Regions from separate parts of the Sus scrofa genome. Here region 2 is linked to region 1. The links are chromatin contacts, called in public Hi-C maps. All regions are on one chromosome and are shown on one strand. The core of a region is the stretch at or near the end of the contact, and the rest is flanking DNA. Distances in the headings are between cores, read along the strand shown.

Evidence for each region. A called contact is a pair of places that touch in the nucleus more often than the background predicts.
Region 2: a Hi-C map of embryonic fibroblasts shows a contact between it and region 1, with 2.4 times the contacts expected there. The contact joins the promoter of KLF9 here to the promoter of PTAR1 in region 1. A contact is called at or near these places in 1 of 47 Hi-C or Micro-C datasets (embryonic fibroblasts) and 1 of 2 datasets of contacts at active chromatin or transcription factors (alveolar macrophages).

The regions. Positions count from the first base shown.
Region 1 is chr1:223,087,899-223,091,839 of Sscrofa11.1, reverse strand. PTAR1 (protein prenyltransferase alpha subunit repeat-containing protein 1) reads left to right here and starts at 2,161. Exons shown (of 7, transcript XM_005654497.3): 1 at 2,161-2,375. The coding sequence starts at 2,290. It also overlaps a transcript of C1H9orf135 not described here.
Region 2 is chr1:223,746,399-223,750,636 of Sscrofa11.1, reverse strand. KLF9 (Kruppel like factor 9) reads left to right here and starts at 2,976. Exons shown (of 3, transcript NM_001011504.1): 1 at 2,976-2,999; 2 at 3,002-3,479. The coding sequence starts at 2,976.

The DNA of each region.
Region 1 (3,941 bases), core at 912-3,411:
TACTTACAATATCGCATTACTAGTATGTGTATTTTGCAGATGCCGGAACATAAATCTTTGAATCCTCAAAAAAATCATACTAGGAGTTTCCCTCGTGGCTCAGCAGAAATGAATCTGACTTGTATCCATGAGGACACAGGTTCGATCCCTGGCTTCACTCAGCAGTTTAAAGATCCAGCATTGCCACGGCTGTCGTGTAGGTCGCAGATGTAGCTCAGATCTGGCATTGCTGTGGCTTGGCACAGGCCAGTGGCTGTAGCTCTGATAGGATCCCTAGCCTGGGAACCTCCACATGCCATGGGTGAGCCCTAAAAGACAAAAAAAAAAAAAAAAAAAAAAAAAAAGCTAAATTTATCATATCCTATTCTTATACATGTATCATTATTAAAGTTACATGAATTTCAATTCTTCTTTGAACCTCAGCTTCCTTACCTGGAAAATAAGAGGGTTGGCTCAGAGTTCCAGTATACTTTAACTATAAAAAATTTGAATTCTAAACATAGCAGATCTTTAATAATTGGGTGATACAATTTGTGAACTCAGAAGAAACATGAGACATATAATTCACACCTTTCAAATGAGTATAAATAGGGTGTGTGTGCATATATGTGTGTGTATATGGGAAGGGGACACACAGAACCATAGAGGTGTTACTTTCCTGGAATATCAATTTCACTTCAAGATTTAGGGACAAAGTTTGGTTTTTTCCCTCTAAATGTATTAGAGTGAAACAAAAAAATCACACTAATTTTTAAGATAAAAATAAATTCTTAAAAAAATTTATATTTCAGTGCAGTTCTTTGAGATCTGCCCCAGAAGTCAGGATTTATTTCCCACTTCTATTAGGAAAGGATGCAAGGCTCTGATTCCTTGAAGAGGAAGAAGACTATCAGTGAACTCAAAACATTTCAGAATTGGTATCACATTTTAAGAGTAATTAGGACATTAGAGGTTGTCTTTGGGCTTGGAATCTAAAAACGAATTCAATCTACTGCCTCATTTGAGAATTTGCCAACAAGTTAGGGTTTGTTTGACCTGACTAAAACATGTTCCATCTTGCTTTTTACAATTTTATGCAACTTCTATCTCTTTTAAAAACCAGAAGACCAGTGTCGATACAGCAGGTCTTGCCTTTCTAAACATACCCACAGGGAGTATCAATCACTGAATATAGTTCATTTATATTTTTTATTCATTGCTTTACAATTTTGCCTCCTGTGTATGGTTTTTACTTTCACTACCACCAACTCTACTTCAAATGCTCCACATACATTCACATTAAACTTGCATTTAAAAAAAAAAAAAGTTTTTAAAAGATAACACTTCAAGGATTTAAGTAAAAGGAACTGAACCAAAAGCAGCCAGATTTTTCTAACAGAGAAGGTTGAAAGAAAATCTGATATACGAAAATTTGATTTATGGCATTTCAAAATCCAAACGGAATAGAAAGCCAGTTTTTCTTATAAAAATTATTTGTAGCAGGGTAAATAGTTATTAAGAACAAACCTTAACCGGGCCTTGTTTTTTTAACTCCAAAATTAACAGGCACCATTCAAAGGACACCAGATCTGAAAAACAGCTTTGTACTTCTACTTTCAACATGACAGCAAAGAACTTTTTCTTTATTCTCCTTTTTCTTCCTTTAATCCATTTAGTAATTTTTTAAAATTAACTTTTTGAAAAGAGTTGCCCAGTGGCCAGAACCGGCAGGCAGGTACAAAATGAGGTTACCAAGAAGGTCCGATTGGGACTCATTCCACCAAGAGCGTCTCTGAGCGGCCTCATCTCTCCAACTAAGAAAATAGAGACAAGCTCTCATACCGTGCCAAGGGACTAACTGCTTAACAGGGCTCTCACTCTTGGTTAAACTTTCTCGGAGCATTCTGGGACCTGGCTCGTTTCCTGAACAGCTGAGAGAGGATTGTTCAGGCCAGTCTCCGGCTTTGGAGTGATCTTAGGACCCCTCCCTCCTCAGCCCCAAGTGGACTAGAAATTAAAACAAAATGTGTACAACAGCGACCTGAAGTAACTGTAAATAAACCAGCAGCACCATCTCCTCCAATAATTGGGAAGTCCGGGACCAAGCCAACCACCGGAGCCCCACTAGGGACCACACCCCCGGTGCGGAGAGGGGGAGGGTAGCTGACCCGGAAGTGTTCCGCGGCGGCCGAGGAGCGGGGTCGGGGGCGCAGCCAAACCGGCGCACACGGGCGCGCTCCCCGCGGAACTCCCGCGGGCGGCTCGGCGCTCTCCCGGAGGCGCGCGCGAGCCGCCGCTGCCGCCACCAACATGGCCGAGACGAGTGAAGAAGTGGCGGTGCTGGTGCAAAGGGTGGTAAAGGACATCACCAATGCCTTCAGGAGGAACCCACACATGTGAGTCGCGCGCCCGCAGCTCCTCCTGCCTGCGCTGCCTCCGGGGGTCGTCGGGGGCGGGCGGGGGCGGGGCCAAGCCTGGAGGCGACCTCGGGCGGCGGGTTCTGGCCCACGCGCTCCTCTCGGGAGCGAACAGTGCTAGATCGGGGCTGGACCATTGTCGGCCGCCGCGGGGCCCGCTTTCCGCTACCCGAAGGCGTTTGCGGTTGAGTCCCTAGAAGTGACCTCAGAAAATTAAAACGTAGTGACTTTGTTTGGTTCTCCTCCCTACCACTCCTTTCCCAGGAGTTCACCAAACTCGGAAGACTTCACCTGTAAGTCCATGTCCTACATCCATTTAAGGTATAGGGGCAAAGACACACTGTGGGTCTGTGTGTGCTTTGTTAACTCAACTCATTGGATGCTCCTCCCGGATCTTCGTAAGGAGGGGTTACCGATCGTCTGTACTCTCCATGGGCCAGAAGACCCTCAGTTACTAGCCAGAGGTAGTTTCAGGCTGCTTTTGACTTTCGCTTCACCTAACCCAAGATTGTAGAGGGACATTTTGTTTTAAAAGCGAACAGAGCATTCTCAAGAGTGTAGCTTCTGTAGGCACAGGTTGGGTCTGGTGTAAAGCAGATGAAACCTCAACACTTTTTAGCATTAGCTGATTCATAGTTACAGGGAGCCTATTAACTCTTTTTATTCGAACACTGCTGCCCTCTTTAAGTAGGACACCACAAAACTGACACATGTATCTTTCCCTCCTTCCTCTCCATTTTACTCCGGATGGATACAAGAAGAGACTGCTTTCTTTCTGACACTTAGGCTTTCATGTAACGAGTGAAAAGAAAACTTAAAAGAAGAGGCATGTTACATATTATACAAAAGAATAAGGAAAAAGCAAGAGTGTAGCTCTTTTCCCATCCTTTCTCCCTCATCCCTTCTCCCCTCAAAAGAAAGAAACACAGAATCCAGTTTTACATTATTTTCACTTTAATTGCTGATGGAGTTTATTTTTAATATTTTATTCTTTCAACTGAAACACATGAATTATTCTTTTTAACTATTCTAACTCCTTAAGCTTTTCTGCTTAAAAGAGGTGCCAAAACTTCATCTAGATGAAGTGTTCTTTTCCTTCAAGGTGATGCCCTCAGATGTCTTGCTCCCTTGTGGCACTCAATTGGAGACCTGCAACTGTGCCTCATTAAAAACAAAACACTGCTGACCTCAAACCACACCTGCTGCCTCTAACAGGGTCCTCTTCCTTCTCCCTAGTGACTGCTGCCTTTTTCAGAATGAGAGTGTTTGGAATGATTTCCTGCCAGTAACCATAGTGGGTACTGGGCCTTCTAAAGAATGCTTTGATGCCTTGTTGTATATCAGTCTTTTAGTCCCTTTTGAGAATGAGAGCTTTAGCACAAACCAGAGACATCCTCCAAAAAAAAAGTTGGACAAATGAAGGGCCTATTTTCTTATCATTGCAGTTATTTTTCTTAAAAAAATTAAGGCAGAGGTTAGAAAAAAGACTAATAAGTACCATAATCATCTTTCTTTGTCTTCTTTGAAGTAAACTAGAAAAGCATC
Region 2 (4,238 bases), core at 1,727-4,226, 660 kb before region 1:
AAAAAAAACAAACCTATGATGGTTGACTTATTCAAGTTCCTGGATTACAATTTAAAGGAAAGACAGAGACATTCCTCCTCTTAGGGTTACCCTGATGATAACTCTAGGGTTATCTGAAGCTGCCTAGGACAGTGCCAGTTACAATGCAAGTCTGTGAGACTGTACAGGCCATGATCGTAGGAGGCCTGGAGATACCCTTCTAATTTCTGTGCTGGACCTTAAAGAGGCAAGCAATGTGAAATTTCCAAGTGATCATATATATATCCCTGGATACAGAGTTTGTCCCAGAAAAAAATCATGAAGTAGGGAAACTCCTTTGGGCTTTAGTGAATTCTTTTCTAAAATTAACAGGATTAGAATTCAAGAACTCTAATTCAGCTTCACTTTACATGTAACTACCTTACTACATGTAGGTGATGGTGATGATATTCTTGGTTGACTAGAACTTTCTTTCTTTTCTTTTTTTTTTTCCACTTTTAAGGCCATACCCGCAGCATGTGGAGGTTCCCAGGCTAGGGGTTGCGTCAGAGCCACAGATACCCACTTACGCCACAGCCACAGCAACACAGGATACAAGCCATGTCTGTGACCTACACCACAGCTCACAGCAATGCTCACAGTGAGGCCAGGGATCAACCTGGCAACCTCGTTTCCACTGAGCCACAATGGGACCTCCAGCACTTTCTTTCTAAGCTTCCCTTTCCCATGTAATACCCCTTTCTCTTCCCGAAATATCTTTCTTTCCCACTCCAAAAACAAAGTAGAAATAAACTGCACTTGCCTTCATACTAGGAGGGTAAATTTGAGACCCTTCCTTTAGAGACCAGGAACCTGGTGTCACATTCCTGAAGGCTAATAGCCAGCGGGGTTATAGTTGGACCTCCTGGATCTACATCACATAGAAGCAGGTACCTCCCACACCCACTTAGGAAAGTAAACATATTTTTAATCAATTCTGCTGACGGTACACCTCCTGCAAGAGACATTGGCCTTATGGAAAACAACTCCATCATTCTTCAGAGGGAGAGGCAGACCTAGTTAATCAGACTCCAAGAGCTGTACTAATTGTTGATCAAGTAATGCCACAATATTCAATGTCTAAAGATCTCTGGCTGGTTCCAGTTTTCTAGAATCTGTTTAGCAAAGTTAATATTTCACAAAACCAAAGAATTCAGTTGTAAAGCCCAAAGAGCTAGGAATCAGATTTATGTTTTCAATGGAGTTCTTTATCTACCTGATAATGCAGACAAGTCACTTCCTTACATCTCAGTCTTCACATCTGTTAAGTGAGGGAAAGGAAATGCCCTAACATCCCCCAGGGGTCTGTGGAAAGGAAATGAGCTAAGAATAATGTTGGTTTTTAAATTATACAGATGAGGGATTTTAGTCTCCATTTATTTGAGGGAGGTTACAATAGTTTCAAAGCAAAATGAAGACAGCTTATTTAGAATAAATTGCACGAGGGAAGGAGAGGAATTAAGAGGTATCACAAAAGTAAAGATGGGGTGTTTCAAAGTAAGGATAGCCAGGCAGTATAAAAACTATGCTTTAAAACAGAACTTTTGTCAGCTCTGCATTTATAAGAGGAATTAGTCATAGTTAATGCATTGGACGGAAAAATCTTCCCCAAAGTATTCTGTATCCCAAAACAGAAAAACAAAACAAAACAAAACCAGATTGAGGTTTTCTCATTTGTGTTTATTCTTGAGCAACTTGGCCTGACATATTTAGTTGTTTTTTTTAATTATAAACTCACGATGCACTTATTCATCACCCATGCTTTCCCATACATATCTCAGTTTTACTACTAACAACACAAAGTACAAGGATATGTTCAGTTTCACTACAGCTCTTCGCGTTTACAAGAGTGGAGCGCTTGCCTTCAAAACGCCCTTCTGATTGGCTGAGCCTATGTTAGTGACATCAACCAACTTACTTTTGATTGGAAGGTTGGTTGCTGGGACTGTAGCGTTTGCAGGAAGTCACTTAACTCTTTGAGAGCTGGAAAACAAACTGAAGTTCTCTTTTGTCATTAAGAACAAGCGCAACTGAGTAGGGAAGGTGTGTCCCACAGCTCCGAAAGCTGGATTGTGAGCCAGGAGGTCTGGACCAGCTAAGGGGTTGAGAAGCACTCCAGAAGATGCGCGACTGCTTTTTTGCAACCTCTCGGCTGTTACCCTTTTAAATGTCAGCGTTCGAGGCTGTAGGGGTAGCACGAGGCATCGAAACGGAACAGTCGGATTGGCCGCATGTCTCAGTTCTAGACGCACCTCTCCACCGAAAGGCCGTTCTGACTGGCAGGGGGAGAAAGTAAACAGAGTTGAATCACCCTCCCCACTGGCCAATTGGAGGGGGTTTGGATTGTGACGTGATGGGATTCTGCGAAATTGTTACTGAGCGAGAGAATGCCGGAACGGTGCGGACCGGCAAGAGCAGGGTCTCAGAAGCCGTCAGTGGACTGGGGGAAAAGTGTCTCTTAGACCTGGCGCTAGGTCCGGCCGTTGCCACCCGCATCCAGGTGGTCGGGTGAATGTCCTGGGGCTTTGGCTCGACGGAGAGGCGGCTGAGGGCGTGTACCTCTCTTGCAGTTTCCTCTCTCAGCGCCTCGGGGGCGTTTTTGGTCGAATAAACTTGCGACCGCCACGTGTGGCACCTTTCCAAGGGAGCCGGCTCGGAGCGGCCGGCGCGCCCGTCGGGGGTATAGCGCCCGGCGTGGGGCACCATCGGCGGCGAGAAGCGGCGGCGCAGCGAAGCCCGGGGCCGTGGATGCTGCGTGCGGAGGCGCTGCCGGTTACGTAAAGATGAGGGGCTGAGGTCGCCTCGGCGCTCCTGCGAGTCGGAAGCGCCCCGCGCCCCCGCCCCCTTGGCCACCGCGCAGCGCCGCGCTCATCGTCCGAGGCCAGGGCACAGCGAGCCGAACCTCTGCAGCCACCACCAAGTTTGGCCGCGTCGCTGGGGCTGCTGTCGCCCGCACCATGTCTGCGGCCGCCTACATGGACTTGTGGCTGCCCAGTGTCTGGTTTCCATTTCGAACCGCGCTGCGGTGCCGGAGCATGGGGGCGCTCCGGACGCCGAGCGGCTGCGACTACCTGAGCGTGAGGTGACCAAGGAGCACGGTGACCCGGGGGACACCTGGAAGGATTATTGCACGCTGGTCACCATCGCCAAGAGCTTGTTGGACCTGAACAAGTACCGACCCATCCAGACCCCTTCGGTGTGCAGCGACAGCCTGGAGAGTCCTGATGAGGATATGGGATCCGACAGCGACGTGACCACCGAATCTGGGTCGAGTCCTTCCCACAGCCCGGAGGAGAGACAGGATCCTGGCAGCGCGCCCAGCCCGCTCTCCCTCCTCCACCCTGGAGTGGCTGCGAAGGGGAAACACGCCTCCGAAAAGAGGCACAAGTGCCCCTACAGTGGCTGTGGGAAAGTCTATGGAAAATCCTCCCATCTCAAAGCCCATTACAGAGTGCATACAGGTTAGCGGCGTCTCCTTCTTCCCGCAAGCTCTGGGGTTAGTTAACCTTTGGCCGGGCAGCCTTTCTGGGAGTTAACAACGCACTTGGCCGAAAGGGTGCAAAAATTTTGGATAAGATGCTGTTTAACTCTTAAAAAAATTGAACTGTGTAGAGACAGAAAGCTCACTCTCTTCTTAATCGTCCCCAGCCTCTAGAAGCCATGGAGAGCATTAACCTGGCGGGGCGGAGTGAGTGCTGAGCGCCAGCCCCCGTGCGTGGCCACGCGGGGAGTGGTGCCTCCCCTCCCTGTCCCGCCCCGCCCCCCGCCGGACTCCAGCACCGGCGGCAGTGGGGCCACCCCACCTGGGCAGACGCTGACGGGGGTTGAGGGACACAGTCAAACCACTGTGTTATCTTTTATTTTATTCTCTTGTGGGATTGCAGCGAAGTGGCCAAACCTGGGGAGAAGCGGCGCACTTTACAGGGAACCTTTTAGGAATGACTAAGGGTTCGCTGGTTTAGCTGTATGCTTGCTACTTTTCAGGCCTTGCCAAGGTGCTTTTAAATTTGGCCAAGAATCCCCAGAGAGCTTTAAAATAATACTGCTTCAGGCAGCAGATGAGTTTGATCAAGTGATGGTTTGTTAACTTCACGACTAGTTAGCCTTTTAAATGAGAGATTCAGAGAGGATTTTTCTCCACGTGATTTAGGTCGCACCGGGCGGCCCTTAGCAAGGAGGTGTGGTCCTTGCCGAGGTCAAGGCTGATAATGAAGGTTGGG